Regions from separate parts of the Mus musculus genome. Here region 2 is linked to region 1. A link is a contact called in public HiChIP or PLAC-seq data. All regions are on one chromosome and are shown on one strand. Each heading gives the region's core, a stretch centred on a gene start, on an enhancer-like site or on the middle of the called end of the contact. The rest is flanking DNA. Distances are from core to core; before and after follow the strand shown.

Region 1 (5,110 bases), core at 1,287-3,786:
GATTTCCCAGGAGCCACCTACCTTGTGTTGCAAGACAAAGCCTCTTACTGAGATCTGGTGCTTACCAATTTAGGCTAGGCTGGCTGGCCACCAAGCCCCAGGGATCTTTCTGTATCTGCCTGGCTTTGTATGTGGGGGAATGAACTCAGGTCTTCAGGATTATTTGGCAAGTACTTTGTTGCATGATCCAACTCCCCGCTGTTCTATATACCCGGGCCAGGTAAAACTGTCTCATGTTGGAAGCAGCCCCAAGGAAGTTCAAATCCCTGTCTTAGGTAAGGGCTCCTCAACTCAGCACACCTGCCAATACTATTTCTACTAACGTGCTTAGAATACTTGGCACAGAGTAGGGCTACACCCATACCTGTCCTGCACTTGATGAATTGGCTCAGAAGAAGCAGGCCATCCATTGCCCCCTTGGTGTCCCACCCTGGGCTGGGTCCTGTATCTTAGCAGAATGCCATTTTCTTTTCTCCCTGGTTCCCCACTTTCTGTTCTGTGTTGTGATCATATGTACAGAGGAACTCTCTGACATACCAGGTGCTTTCAAATAGGGATTGTTTCTTACAGAATTCTGACCCCTCGCATTGGCAAACACTTAAATCTATCAAATTTTTTCTTCCCCCACATCATTTCTTCCTGATTAATGAAAATGTTCACGATCTTTGGTTAACTGTGTTACATATCACCAGATTTTTAAAACGATCTGAAATCATGAAAGGAGAAAGAATGCACAGTTCCCCTGCCTGGAGACTTAGGTAAACACACTTGCTTTCTCATTTGCTCCCATGTACAGGACACTGTTTGCAAGCAGCCACAAGAGGGAGGTATGAGCCTCTGTCAGCCCTAAGGAGTGAGTTGGACCTTGGCATCCCTGGCATCCTTTCATCAGAGTGAGTAGGGGAAGTTCAACCCTGAACCAAGAGCGTTCACTGTGTTGATCCCACCGTCTCTAGCTAAGGATGAGCAGGGTCTGAACTCTCCTCACTCACAGAGAATATGACCTCCCATTCTTCATTGTCCAGCAAGCCTATCCTGACTGGAAAGTTAATTTACAAAGAGCTTGAAGGACATGTGGTCCCAGCTTTTCTGTTATTTTCCGTTTGCATTAAGTCGGAATTCTGAAGAAGATCTCCTGTCTTTGGAACCTTAGAATTCCTCATTCTGAACTTTGACTTGGCATTCATCAATCCAGAATTGTGTGTGTGTGTGTGTGTGTGTGTGTGTGAGAGAGAGAGAGAGAGAGAGAGAGAGAGAGAGAGAGAGAGAGAGAGAAGACAGGATGTGTAAGTGAAGCTTTTGTATTCCAAGTTGCAGCACATGCAGACTGTACCTGAAACCAAATGAAGATACATTTCACACATCACCACTACCACCAGCACCAGCACTACCACCATCATCACCATCACCACCACCACTAGGCTCCCTCAGGCACATGGGTGTCATTCATGGCTGCAGGTATGCTGTTCTAGGCTGGTGAGTCCATGGACCCCTGAGGTCGCCTGGGCTTGCTCAGATGGAGGCTCTGGTCATTGTTTCTCCAGAGAATCAGCATCTTAAGAGAGTCTCTTTGCCAGGCGGTAGTGGCACACGCCTTTAATCCCAGCACTTGGGAGGTAGAGGCAGGCGGATTTCTGAGTTCGAGGCCAGCCTGGTCTACAGAGTAAGTTCCAGGACAGCCAGGGCTACACAGAGAAACCCTGTCTTGAAAAACAAACAAACAAACAACAAACAAAAAACAAAAAAGAGAGTCTCTTCAGAGAGAAGTTTACTGGTATTTAAAACTACAGCTCTGTCTTCTGGTCCTGTGAATGCTTCAAGCCAACAGCCTCTTTAAAAACCACATCAGGAATGAACAGGACTCGAGGCCAATGAGGCAGCACTTTGTGGTCTTACTGGGTCAGGAGGCTTTGTGCTGTGAGGTCTGCATGTGCTGGTAAGGGGCTACTGGAGGTGTGTCTGGGCTCACGAGTTCTGGCCCTCATCTGCTATCTCTGCTTTTGGCATTGAGTTGATTCCAGACCATAAAGGAAACAACTCACAGTGAGCTGATACCTCTTACCTTCCCGAGGTCTGGAAAGAGCCCAGAGTCCTTACGCACTGTGGCATCACAGTTTCTTTTACTAAAAGAGGGAAAAGGAGGAAAGCAGAAGTGAGCTGGAGATACCAGGTAGAAACTGATGGGTAGAGTTGCCAAAGTTTCCTTGTAGCGTGGGAAACACACCAGACACGTCTCAGCCATAGGACTCTCTACTCTTGAACTCTCTCTGTACTGTGTATGAATGCAACCCTGATTTTTCCATCTTTTTTTCCTGCCTTGGGGCAGAATTTTTTTTTCCTATGAGGCCCCAATAACCCTGTGCTTTTTCTTCTCTTATCTCAAGGGTGAGTGAACTGTGACCTAGAAACACCTGTATCTGCAACTAAAGGCTTCCCAGAACAAAACCACACTTCTATCTTTACATCTTGGACAAGACCGTGGAGTTGAAAGATTATTCGGTCCACAAAGTCTAAAATGTTTCCCATTCTCTATTCATAGTGAATTCCCAGTGTCTTTCTGTTCTGGTTTTAGTTTCACTCATGACTGTGCGCTGTAGACATTTATAATTGTAATCACATCCATCCACTTATCTATATATATATTTCTTGAGACAGGGTTTTAATGTATCCCAGTATCGCCTCAAACTTACTATGTACCCGAGGCTGGCCTTGACCCCAGATCCCCTGCCTCTGCGTCCCGAGGGTTGAGGTTATAGGAGGGTACTGCTATGTTTGGGTATTCTTATTTTTACTAAAGATTTCTTCAAGGTCAGAGATTTTGTTCATTCATCAGGATATTACAGGGGGTGACTGTGCCAGCTCCCCTCAAGTATCCACTGAATGTATAAATGCTGATCAAATGAGTATGCAGAGCTCCACAAACTCTGTAAGTTATGGTCACAGTCATGTCAGCTAAAACTTTCAGAAGGGGAAGGGTGTGCAGGACAGAAGTACACATCCTTGTCCCCATACGTGACTCACATGTGACTCACAAGCGACTGCTTGCACCCCACACTCAGCAGGAAGCACAGCCACAGCTTGGTCTCTGAGCCTTATATACCCACTTACCCCTGCTGGACACCTACGTAGTCCCAAAATTATCCCCAGAGGAAAGGACTTTTTCACAAAAGTAAACATCCTTTTAGCCGTGAAACTTTTGGCTTTTGTTAGGGAAGGTCTATTTTCATGTTCAGACTCAGGGGTACCTATTTTTACACTACAGCCAGACAAGACTTAATTACGGAGTCAAATAGGCAGGTGTGTCTCTGCACTATGACTCTATTTCACAAGAGACAGGAAGGAATAGCTTACCTTTTGTCTAAGGGTGGGGGAGGCATCCAGTCGGTTTGCACAGTAAGAATTGTCCCATAGGGGTTAGAACTCTTAATTATCGAGACCTGATTAATATTAAGTAGTTCCTTATCTGTGTAAAACATTTATGTGGTCGCTGCAAAAACATGGAAGGTGGAGAGTGGCTTATCAGAATTCTGAAACTTAGCTTTTATTTGTTCACTAGATCTTTTTTTTTAATTTTAATTTTTAAAAATTTTATTAGATATTTTCTTTATTTACATTTCAAATGTTATCCCCTTTCTTAGTTTCCCCTCTGAAAATCCCCTATACTCTTTCCCCTCCCCCTGCTCCCCAACCCACCCACTCCTGCTTCCTGGCCCAGACATTCCCCTATACTGGAGCATAGAGCCTTCACAGAACCAAGGGCTTCGCCTCCCATTGATGACTAGGCTATCCTCAGCTACATATGCAACTAGAGCCATTAGTCTCTCCGTGTGTTTTCTTTGATTGGTGGTTTAGTCCCAGGGAGCTCTGGGGTTACTGGTTAGTTCATGTTGTTCTTCCTAGGGGGCTGCAAACCCCTTCAGCTTCTTGGGTACTTTCTCTAACTCCTTCATTGGGGACCCTGTGCTCCATCTAATGGATGACTGTGAGCATCCACTTCTGTATTAGTCAGGCACTGGCAGAGCCTCTCAGGAGACAGCTATATCAGTCTCCTGTCAGCAAGCTCTTGTTGGCATCTGCAATAGTGTCTGGTTTTGATGGTTGTTTATGGGATGGATCCCCAGGTAAGGCAGTCTCTGGATGGTCATGCCTTCAGTCTCTGCTCCAAACTTTGTCTCTGTAACTCCTTCCATGGGTGTTTTATTCCCCTTTCTAAGAAGGATCAAAGTGTCCACACTTTGGTCTTCCTTCTTCTTGAGTTTCATGTGTTTTGCAAGTATCTTGTGTATTCTGACCTTCTGAGCTAATATCCACTTATCAGTGAGTGCATATCATGTGTGTTGTTTTGTGATTGGGTTACCTCAGTTAGGATGATACCATCCAGATCCATTTATTTGTCTAAGAATTTCATGAATTCATTGTTTTTAATAGCTGAGCAGTACTCTATTGTGTAAATGTATCATATTTTCTGTATTCATTCCTCTGTTGAGGGACATCTGGGTTCTTTCCAGCTTCTTGCTATTATAAGGCTGCTATGAACATAGTGGAGCATGCGTCCTTATTACATGTTGGGGCATCTTCTGGGAATACGCCCAGAAGTGGTATTGCTGGATCTTCCTGTAGAATTATGTCCAATTTTCTGAGGAACCGCCAAACTGATTTCCAGAGTGGTTGTACCAGCTTGCAAACCCACCAGCAATGCAAGAGTGTTCCTCTTTCGCCACATCCTCGCCAGCATCTGCTGTCACCTGAGTTTTTGTTTGTTTGTTTGTTTGTTGGTTGTTTTGATACAGGGTTTCTCTGTGTAGCCCTGGCTGTCCTGGAACTCACTCGGTAGACCAGGCTGGCCTCGAACTCAGAAATCCACGTGCCTCTGCCCCCCAAGTGCTGGGATTAAAGGCATGTGCCACCACTGCTGTGCTCTGAGTTTTTTTTTTTTTTAGTTAGGTATTTTCCTCATTTACATTTCAAATGCTATCCCAAAAGTCCCCCATACCCCCTCTCCCACTTCCCTACCCACCCACTCCCACTTCTTGGCCCTGGTGTTCCCCTGTACTGGGGCATATAAAGTTTGCACCACCAATGGGCCTCTCTTTCCACTGATGGCTGACTA
Region 2 (5,110 bases), core at 704-3,203, 240 kb after region 1:
GGGCTGACCACTTAGTATTGAATAAGCAATGAAATGTTTTCTTCCCTGAGAAAAACTATTTCTCTCCTTCTCAGCATTCCTTGTTTATGGGTGGGGCCCCATGACATTTGCCTCTTCTGTGTTAGCATGTCTATTGGTGTTGTGCTGCTCAAGTCTTGTTTAAGCAGCTGTCTTATTGCAGTATCATGGGTGAAGATGCCCTGTTATTTCTAGGAAAATTAATTCCCTGGTCCTTTGGCTCTTACAGTCTTTCTGCCTCCTCTCCTACCATGAGCCTTGGGCCTTAGGTTCAGGAACTGCATTTTAGATGTATCAACTGGGGCTAAGCACCCCATGATTAATTGTTCTGTACCACTAGCCTCTATTTCACCATTAGGGGTATCATACTACGCTGGACACTGTTGTAGCTCACAGGCATCCTGGCTAGGTAGGACTCTTACTTGGTTTACCACCTTGGCAGCTTGCATTACACCCTGCAGTTCTATGAGATCTAGTCCTCAGGGAATAGACTCCCAGGTCAGATCCCACTCAGCTCCTCAAGGCCTGGGTCTGAGGTGAATGGTGTTTTCAGCAATAGGGACTTCAACCTCTGGGAAGCAAGCAAGGGCAATAACAATAGCTTGTATTGTTTGGGGAGTCCCTCTGACCAACAATTCCAATGGGGTTGCTGCTAATGGTTCTTGGTGTGTGCATGTGCGTGCGTGCGTGTGTGTGTGTGTGTGTGTGTGTGTGTGTGTGTGTATAAATTGTTATCAACCCAAGTAGAACAACATCACTTAAACTGTATATGTATGTGTATGTGTATGTGTATGTGTATGTGTATGTGTATGTGTGTGTGTGTGTGTATGTGTATGTGTGTGTGTGTATGTGTGTGTGTGTGTGTATATAAATGGTTATCAACCCAAGTAGAACAACATCACTTAAACTGTATATGTATGTGTATGTGTATTTGTGTGTGTGTGTGTATGTGTATGTGTATGTGTGTGTGTATGTGTATATGTGTGTATGTATGGATGTGTATGTGTATATGTATATGATGTATATGTATGTGATATATGTATATGTATATGTATATGTATGCCCAGAGGCAAATGCTACATCTCTTTCACCTGTAATCCCTAGCTCCAAATCTTCATATGAGAACATTAAGCTGGAGTAAGCACAGGTACCAGGAAAGTAAAGGGGGCACCATGCAGTGAGGAGGGGGCACGTGCAGTGAGGAGGGTGGCACCATGCAGTGAAGAGGGTGGCACTGTGCAGTGAGGAGGATGGCACCATGCAGTGAGGAGGATGGCACCATGCAGTGAGGAGGGGGCACCATGCAGTGAGGAAGGGGCACCGTGCAGTGAGGAGGGCGGCACTGTACAATGAGGAGGGCATACTGGAGAGCACTTTATTTGGGATAGGGGGAGCGAGGAGGGAGAGGGAGAAGGGCAAAGTAACACTAAGGAAGTCTGTCAGGAACATTAGCAATCATATTTTTACCTGAAATTGCATGCATACATACCTCCTTAACTAAAGAAACTAGGATTCAGAAAGAGCAAGGGAGTTATGCAAGGCTCAAGGTCAACAGGGGTCAGAGGGAACTTACTCTCAAGTTTTCCTGTCCTTACATACTGTACATTCCTGTCCATGCATACATACCCCTTTGCTCTCTTATGCTAACATAAATGGATGAAAATATTTACAATTTTTAAGTGACTTCTGTATATGTTCAGTCTTGGTGATAAGCCCATGAATTTGGAGAAATGTACATTATTCTTTCTATTTTACACTTCACAGAACTGGAGCAAAAGCAATGGCTTGCCCAAGGTCAGCTGGTAAATCAGGATGGAAGTCAGGGCAAGGCGCCAAATATCCAATTTCCTGTGTGGGAGTTGCTTTCACAATATCATATTCCTGCTAGTGGAGCCGTGAGATCGCAAGGTCATTGCATCCCGGGAACTGTCTGGGGACTCGCACTTGCCTATGAAGTGGCCTTGGGCAGGGACAGGGGAGGGCATGGCTCTGACTCAGAGCTGCCTAGAGCCAGCCAGAAGGTCAGGAAAGCTCACCTCTGTATGTGATGTAGCAAGCCACATCCTTGTCTATTTGTGTGGACATTCCCGAGAATTTCTCTGTTCCCCTCCTCATGAATTCTTCTTTAGCCTAAACGTGTAATTTTTTGGTTTCAGCAAAATATTTATCTAAGAGAGTTAGATACTCTGGACTTGACTGATTGACCTGCAAGTCTTTCTCAGTCTTGTAAGCATTTAAATGTTTCCTGGACCCCTGGCAGAGGCGATTCTTTCAGAATAATGGTTCTGTTTAGACTAGTGACAGTCCCATGACCAGAAAGTGAAATGAAGCAAACAGGCAGAGAAGGAGCAACACTGTACCTGACGTTCTATCAAGGTCTTTGTGTGAATTATGTTATTTAATCTACCAAACATTCTGTGAGATAGGAGTCCTCATCACTCTGCCTTTGCATGTGGGTAAACTGAGGCACAGGAAAGGTGAGTCATTCGGCTAAAGTTAAACAGTTTGAAAGCAGCAGGAAAAAAAGGTTGACCGCAATTTGAACCCCAGAATTTGTATCCTTATCAAAAGCATGAATGAGTGTTGGCTCAGACCAGAGGAAACTGCTCATATTACCAGCAATCACCATCCATGCTCATAGATCATTTGTTTTATGCATCAAGTATTGGGTTAAAGCCTTACGTCAATTACCCATTCCCTCTTGGGACAGCAATACCATCAAGTAGGGATAATAGTTGCAGCCAATTAGCAGTTAAGAAAGTAGCGACTAATAACTTGCTTGGGTCCCACAGGAAATTGCTAGCTTTAGTCAAGGAAGACTCATTAGCTTCAGAAGCTGTTTACAGCCAGCCTCTTAATCCAGAGATGACATCATCCCTAGACTACAGGACATTCCTGCATCCATTGCCATGGCAACCATCCCACACACCCCCACCCACCCTCCAGCATGCCTTACTTGCATCACCTGCCCTTGTCAACACCTGAGTTTACCTACCTCTCGGATAAAAGACATGGACCCCAACCCATCTCTCTCTTTTTCTCTTCCTTGCTTCTCTTTCAATAAAGGACCTCTCTGGTGAGAACTGTGCTGGCTTGGCGTGATCTATCCAGGAATACACTATCCAAGAATACACTGTTTTCAACTAACAAGACTAGCTGCCACATTATAGAAAATTAAATAATACACAGGAGACTCTACAGCAAGTCAGTAGACCCGAGCCCACTCCTTCCAAAGTCACTAGAACTTTCTTTTTAAGAGTATAACACTCTAAGCAGTTATTTGAACTAGTTCCTGACAAGAGTTTTTTTTGGTTCTTGGGGTTTTTTTTAAGATTTATTTATTTAATTTTTTTATGTATATGAGTACACTGTAGCTGTACAGATGGATGTGAGCCTTCATGTGGTTGTTGGGAATTGTATTTAGGACCTCTTCTCACTCCAGTCAGCCCCACTCGCTCTGGTCAACTCTGTTGGCTTAGTCCCTGGTCGTTCCAACCCATAGATTAATTTCTTATTATACTGTACACTGTAGCTGTCTTCAGATAAACCAGAAGATCAGATCTCATTACGGATTATTGTGAGCTACTATGTAATTGCTGGGATTTGAACTCAGGACCTTCAGAAGAGCAGTCAGTGCTCTTACCCGCTTAGGCATCTCACCAACGCTTGACAAGAGTTTTGAAGGCAAAGATTACTGGGTGATTGATTAATCTTGCCTGGTACAGGAAACCTAGAGAAGTCATGGATCTCAGAGGAGGATCTAAGATGGTCATTTCATCCAAACCATTCACCTGAAAAGTATCTCAACAGAAAAGGTTTTAGAGTCTCTATGTGGCAGAGGCCCAAGACTTCCAAAGGCCCGTCAGATGCATTTCTTTTACATCTCCCATCCACTTGCCATATCCACACCACAGTTTCCTGTTTACGGAAAAGTTCTAGAGCACAATCTCATCACCTGCAAAGCAAAAGCAAAACCTGGGCATTTCATAATCTATAACATGCCAACCTTGCCCAAAGGAATAACAGAGAAATAGGCTTTCCGTAGTGTTTGGGTATTGGCGTTCTTGGAAACTGGACCTGGACGTGGATGTCCTTATATCCTTAAAGAAAGCAGGAAGAATGTGTAATGAACCAGGAGTTCTTCTTTACTGTCTATGGTAGGAGTCTCTTTTTCTTTAGGTAAAACACTGGGTTTGGCATCAAAGTTAGGTCTTTTGATTATACGCAAATCTAATGCCTAGCCTGCTGTTGGGAAAAGGGCAGAGAAGCCAGCCAGCTCACTCAGTACATTTAAAAGGCTCATGAGTTATGGAAGGAAACCATAGAGTAGAAAAGAAAGCTAGAGAACTCTACACTATACAGAGCAGGATTCACACCTCAGATGGTCATAACTACAGGCTCTATCCCTCTATGAAAGGCTAGTGACTGCCAGTGACAGGCCAGGGACATTTCCAGGAGGCTGTGCCCCTATTCCTGGATTCCAGAGTGTGCATGATTAGGGGCCTCCATACACAGTCCCAGCTCATTTCTTCATCATAACCACAGGGTTACAGTTAACACAGAGGGGTTACATCCTTTCTTCTCCATGAGGAACTGAATTGTGTTCAAGAAAGTTCAACTGGTAACTTGGAACATACACACATCCATCCCTGACATTGTGTTGCTCCTCTGGCTTGCTCACCTCTCCCCATTCTGTCCTGTATATCTACTATTTCCTTCTAGAAATCTCCACGCTGATCCTCCTCCTTCTACTTCAGTAGATTATGCTCTCCAGTGCTCCCCAAACCTCTTGTGCTTCTATGATTGCATCTGCCCTCGCTTTCTCCACACCTTCACTGGCTAGCCTTAGTAAAGCAGGAATCAAGTCCCAGACTTTCTAGTTCTGTAACTCCTTCATGTGCAGTGAATGGCATATTTAACTGAATGGCGTATTTGACTGAATGGCTTATTTGACTGAACGCATACTTGACAGAACAGTGTACTCGACTGATGCTCTTCCATATGGATACTTTGTTACTCTGGTCCTTTAATCTTCACTTACACACCAAATGTGCTTTTAAATCTAAGAACGACGGTAGAGTACACAAGAAGA

The links. HiChIP or PLAC-seq counts read pairs in DNA pulled down with a chosen protein or histone mark.
Region 2: a contact with region 1 is called in a FOXA1 HiChIP or PLAC-seq map of pancreatic cancer cells. The contact joins two enhancer-like sites. A contact is called at or near these places in 1 of 115 datasets of contacts at active chromatin or transcription factors (pancreatic cancer cells) and 1 of 9 other capture datasets (embryonic stem cells).

What each region holds. Positions count from the first base shown.
Region 1 is chr5:104,130,910-104,136,019 of GRCm38.p6, forward strand. No RefSeq gene overlaps it. Among named protein-coding and RNA genes, the nearest start is that of Sparcl1, 19 kb to the left of the region's middle. Within about 2 kb of position 2,537, at least 14 of the 459 cell types and tissues checked have an H3K27ac peak or open chromatin away from gene starts, as enhancers often do. A contact at or near this core is called in pancreatic cancer cells, where this site is marked.
Region 2 is chr5:104,372,533-104,377,642 of GRCm38.p6, forward strand. No RefSeq gene overlaps it. Among named protein-coding and RNA genes, the nearest start is that of Mepe, 50 kb to the left of the region's middle. Within about 2 kb of position 1,954, at least 64 of the 459 cell types and tissues checked have an H3K27ac peak or open chromatin away from gene starts, as enhancers often do. A contact at or near this core is called in pancreatic cancer cells, where this site is marked.